Linked DNA regions of Anas platyrhynchos: region 1 is linked to region 2. The links are chromatin contacts, called in public Hi-C maps. All regions are on one chromosome and are shown on one strand. The core of a region is the stretch at or near the end of the contact, and the rest is flanking DNA. Distances in the headings are between cores, read along the strand shown.

Region 1 (2,700 bases), core at 96-2,595, 220 kb after region 2:
CATTTTATTAGCTGAGAAGTAAGCACTGAAGAGAAAACCATTTCCTGCCGGTGGGCAGGAGAATCACGAGTGCAATTACGAAGAAGCACCAGGCCTTCCTGCCAGAGTTAACACACAGTCATAAACAGCATTATCATCAGTCCCATCGATGTTTGTTTTCAACCCAGATCAACACATAGTGTTCCTGCCTTTCGTATCAAATACAGAGTTAATCAGAATTACTGAATTTCAAAAGTTTTTTTGTGTTGCTTTTGCGTTCACGCATCAGTGCTCTGCTCGCTTCCTCAAGTCTTTCTCTACTTCCAACAATAAATCAGTCCACACACTTAGGCCACAGACTTGAAAGTCTCCATCCCGTGCCTTCAGGAGTTTGAGAGCAGCTTGGGTCTGTCGGCTGAGCATCACAGGTCCCTTACACAGGCAGCTAAAACGCTCCCTCAGCTCCTCCCAGGACAGTTCAGCCTCATCAGGGCAGCTTTTAACCCACTGTCCCTGCAAGGGGTCATACAGCAAGCTGCTTCCCCAGCCAGTCAAGAGGTCCAAATAACGCTCGCTTATTTGCAAATAGTGAGCAGCTAACGAAGCAAGAAGAGAGCCCGGGAGCTGCTGACAGAAGGCAGCAAACCTCTCCGAGTCCTCCAGCAGCCAGGAAAGCAGGGGGCCAGCCCCCGCTTCCTCCTCCTGCTGGGGGCCTCCCCCCTGCCGCACCAGCAGCAGCGCTGCCGCCACCACTCGGAAGGCTCTGGGCTGGGGCAGCTGCTGCAGGACCCCCCCGAGCCAGAGGGGCTCCCCCGGGGGCTCATCCCGCAGGCGGCCCAGCAGCAGCCCCGCTTCGGCGGCCAGCCGCGGCTCCGGGCCCCCGGGGGACCTCGGCGGGGAGCTGCGGAGCGGCTCCAGCAGGCAGCAGGCGGCTTTCCTGCGGGCCAGCAGCGCCAGGCGGCCGGGCCGGGCGGCGGGGGGCTGCAGCAGGCGCTGGAGGAGGCGGCGGCAGGCGGCAGGAGGCAGGGCGCGGTTCTCCAGCAGCGCCAGGCCCAGCAGCTCGGCGCAGCGGCCCAGCTGCCCGAAGGCGAGCGGGGAACCGGGCCGGGCCCTCCGCAGCCGCTGCCCCACGGCGTGGCGGAGCCGGGGCCGGGCGCGGAGGCGGTCGTGGAGGTGCTGGAAGTAGCGGCCCCAGTCCAGGGCCCGCTCCAGGGTCGGCGGGTCCCAGGCGCGCACCAGCGCGGAGCGGCAAACAGCCAGCAGCGCCGGCAGCTGCTCCACCTGCCCCAGCACCGCCTCCATCGCCCCGCCGCAAGCCGAGCCCGCCGCTGCCCCTCAGCACCGCCTCCCGGAGCCGATCGGAGCCGATCCGAGGCGGCGAGGGAGGGGTTAGGGGCGGCATTGGCCGAGCCGGGCGTCAATCCCGCTTCCTTCCCATAAAGGGGGACGGGGCGGGCGCCGCCGCCATTCCGTGACGGGGAGAGGGGGTTGGGGGGTTGTGGCGCTCCACGAGGAGGGAATATAAACGTTAAAAAATAAACCGAACGCACTTGTGATGCCTAAACGCGATTTAAAGAAGTGAAAGCTGTTCACGAGCACACTGTGCGGGGGTATTTGGCATCTCCAGGGTGGCCGTGTGGCCAGCCGTGGTGTCCCCGCTGGGGCTGGCTCCCAGCCCGCAGCCAAACCCCGCTCGCCTGCACCCTGTGGTGCCTCACTGCTAACTCCCTGTCAGCTATGCCCCAGCTGGCTGCCTTCAACAAAGCACCGTGTCCGTGCCTCGGATAGAAAAGCCTCTTGTAGCTGAGGGAGCTCTGGGCTGCCACCCTGTCCTCTCAGAGGGAAAAAAATCTGGAAGGTTCCCTCACAGGCATTCCCCATGGGGGCAACTTGAGCAACACCTCACACAAGCCACGGTGTAAACATGCCAGAACTGCTTGTACACAGCGATAGGAGAAAGGCCCTCCCTGCCTCCCCTTCCCACCTGCGCCAGCAGGAGCTGAAGGCCATTTCTCCACAGTGCACCAAAAAAAAAAAAAAAAAAAAAAAAACCACAAAAATAAAACAAAACACAGCACAACCTGGCATACCTGTGAGACCAGCAGCTCAGAAGGACTTTCTTCATGCCCATGTCCTGAAGAGCACCTCACGGAGAACAGCGCCTTGCCCTCCGTCTCGTCCCTGTGAGGGCCGTGCACACGGCACTGCCTCACCACAGAGCCCGGCCAGCTTCCAGCACCTTCCATCGGGCGGCTCCTGAGGGCTGGGGAGGCTGCAGGCCTGCAGTGTGGGGCACTCCTCCTGTGTGGGGCACACAGAATTGGTCTAGAAACAGTAGTAAAACCCAAAATTCAAGGACAAAGAATAACGCTCTTCTTCAGCGGAGGCCCTGTTTGATTTTCTTTTCTTTCCATACACCCTAGCGCTGAATATAGCTCTGTATGGTGCTGAATATATTCCCCCTCTACTCATGAGACCCTACCTAGAGTACTACAACCACGTTTGGGGCCCCCAGCACAAGAAAGTTGAGGACCTGTGAGGGCAAGCCCAGTGGAGGGCCATGAAGGTGACCAGCGAGCTCTCTCCTACAAAGAGAGGCTGAGAGAACTGGGGCCGTTCAGCCCAAAGAAGAGAAGGCCCTGTGAAGGCCCCATTGTGGCCTCTGAATACTTAAAGTTGGTTTATGAAGAAGGATTCTTTGCTCAGGTAGATAATGATAGG
Region 2 (2,700 bases), core at 59-2,558:
GTTCTGATAAAATTAAGGGCTTAGAAAACACAGCTTTTAAACTGAACATTGTGACCTAGTGAATTGTATGCTGTTACAAGTTGTTTAAATGCTTCTCACTTAGCAGGCCATTTCTGTAGGCTTTGCTCCCGGTACCCTGCATCTTGAGATTAAAAAAACAACGTTTCAGACTTTGGAAAGCAACCAGATATGTTTTTAGGTCTTGCCCATGACTAAAAATATATTTCTTGAAGCAGTAATGCCATACAATAAAATAAAGGCCTAGTACCAGACGTAGACTGAAGTGCAGGCCCAGCACCTTAACTGAGGGACTTGCTTGACTTGATTAACTTCATGATTGAGAAATTCTCCATGAAACTGATGTTGCATGCTAGTTGCTCAAGTAACAAAACCTGGTATGTTTGTTGCATACAATTGTTACATTGTCAGTACACGCCAAATAAACAAAAAAGTTAATGGGTAAAAAGGCCTCAAGATCTGCCTTGAGGGAGCGCAAATTAATAAAAACTATGTGAAACCAGTGTATTGGACAAACAGTGGAGGACAAACTACTGAAGAAAGGAGAAGACGGGGCTGTTAGGGACATAAAAACGACAGCAGCCCCAGGGCAGCGCGCAGCAGCCGCCATCTGAGCCTTCTCTGAGGGCGCGGGGAGAGGCCTGGTTCGGAGCCCCTGAGGGAGGCCAAAGCAGGCTGGGCCAGACCAAGGGACCCGGACCAAGCTGGCGTTGCTTTTATCTCTTAATCCAACACCCAGAAGTTGAGAAACTCAACCAGACTTGAGTTTCGTCTCCACTTTCCATGCCCCATTTTCCCTTCCTCAGGCTTTGTTATTATTTCTGTCAGTTTCTCACCTACAGCTTTGAAGACCCATGGGCAGCTAGCCAAAACAATGCTTTTACTAGCATTGCTGTGAATCCACAGCCAGGACAGCTGACAGGGATGGCCTTTAGTGCCTGATCCAGCAGAGGCAGGACCAGGAGAGCCAGCCCATCCATCCCCAAGGAGGAAAAAAGAGCACCCCCTGAAGTGAACGCTACTCTATCGCACTTCCTTCAACTTCCCTCATAAAAGATCCGCTGTGATAAAAGACCCAGAAACAAAGACAGCCCCATCGCTGTATGTAAACCAGCAGATCACTATCTGTCTCTTCAACCGTGAGGGGAAGGCGCTGGGCGGCCTTCGAGTGCCAGCGGCTGGGTGCGGGTGACACCCTCAGCCACCTCCCCCCTTCCCCGTCAGGGAGCCCCCGCCATGGAGCCCCGGCTTCCCCGGGCGGCGGCCGCCCCCCCCCGCCCCGCCCCGCCCCGCGGGCAGTGCGCATGCATGGCCGCCCGCCCGCCCCCTGACTCACCCCGTTCCCCACCGCACCGCTGCGCTCCGGGAGGCGGCCAAGCGGCCGGGTGCGGGCGAGCAGGGGCCGGGAGGAGCGTGGGGAAGGCGAGGCGCCATGAACCGCCTGGGCAGGAAGGCGAGCGAGACCCTCATCGAGATGGCCCCGTCTGCTGACGGTAGGTGCCCGCCGGGCTGGGCAGGGCAGGGCAGGGCCGGGCGGGACGCAGCCGCCTGCCCCGTTCCGCTGCTGCCGGGCGCTGAGGGGCCGGGCCCGGCCGGAGCCCCCCGGCTGGGGCTGGGAGCGGGCGGTGCGGTAATGCAGGAACAGCCCGAAAACGCGCCCGCCCCGAATAAACCCCGCGACCCTTTGGCCTAGGAGAAGTCGGTGGGAGCCGCGGAGGTGCGGCCCCCGCAGGAGGGAAGCACCGCCTTGGGATCCGTGCCGGGCTTGGCAGCTGCCTCCTCTCCTTCTTGTGCGTTTGTTTTAGGAAAAAATAAAACATAATGCTGTTTTAAACAGCTTAAGCAACAGTGTATGCTCGCAGGTTTCAAAATACTTGACTGATCTGTTTCAGACAGCTGGCAGCAATGGATAAGTGCGAAACTCACCCAGTTGCGGTGGCAGCAGCGGTGATGCCCCAGCTGTGCCAGCCCAGTCCAGACTTGGCCTTCCTCGAGGACGGCTCCCGAGCTGGCAGTCTGGCTGCAGAGCTGGAGCAGGCGGGGTATGGCAGCCTCCCGGCCTGCCAGCTGCTGTCCCAGCCCTGCACCAAGGCTAGAGTCACGGCCCAGAAGTGCTCGACCTGGGCTGTGGTGCTGACCGGGGGCTGCTCGGCTGGCAGAGCTTGGGATGGAAAAATAGTTACAGAATGTGTGGTAACCGTGTAGGGAGTGATGTTGGAAGTCTGGTATGTAAACTGAATGCTGTAGTGCTCATTTTTCCCATGAGCATCCTGTAGGGCTTTTTTTGGTTTCTGTTTAGTCATAAACACTGAATGTAAGGGGTTTCAGTGAACAAGGATGACTTATTAGCTTATACGGTACAGTAGCACATAACTGTGCATCCAGAATCATGTCCCAGTTTAATTCGCTTTTTAATCAAACATTTTCCTAAAACAGAAAAAAGAATTTCATACGGGCTAAGAGAGTAGACTTCTGCAAGTTTGTTAATTGGTTGTCCAAATAAAAAATCTGGTTTAGAATAAATGAGGTCTTCTTTCAATTATGGCCTACAAAAGCTAACAACACGTATATATCACCACTGGGACATCTCGAAGATCTAAACATACGCTTTGTGCTCTGAAGGAGAAGGTGGCCTCTTACAGAGGCTTCAAGCCATAGCTGCCTGATGTCCACTCACACAGT

What was found. Hi-C and Micro-C count contacts between places; a contact is called where the count stands out from the background.
Region 1: a Hi-C map of subcutaneous adipose tissue shows a contact between it and region 2, with 1.5 times the contacts expected there. The contact joins the promoter of FANCF here to the promoter of ANO5 in region 2. A contact is called at or near these places in 2 of 8 Hi-C or Micro-C datasets (skeletal muscle and subcutaneous adipose tissue).

What each region holds. Positions count from the first base shown.
Region 1 is chr5:55,692,850-55,695,549 of IASCAAS_PekinDuck_T2T, forward strand. FANCF (FA complementation group F) reads right to left here and starts at 1,346. Exons shown (of 1, transcript XM_013106479.4): 1 at 1-1,346. The coding sequence starts at 1,281. The coding sequence ends at 265. LOC101790603 (a long non-coding RNA gene) reads right to left here. Exons shown (of 12, transcript XR_011809805.1): 2 at 2,070-2,280.
Region 2 is chr5:55,473,258-55,475,957 of IASCAAS_PekinDuck_T2T, forward strand. It overlaps ANO5 (anoctamin 5), which reads left to right and starts at 1,309. Exons shown (of 21, transcript XM_038179109.2): 1 at 1,309-1,511. The coding sequence starts at 1,451. All of the region lies in intron 6 of LOC101790603 (a long non-coding RNA gene), which reads right to left.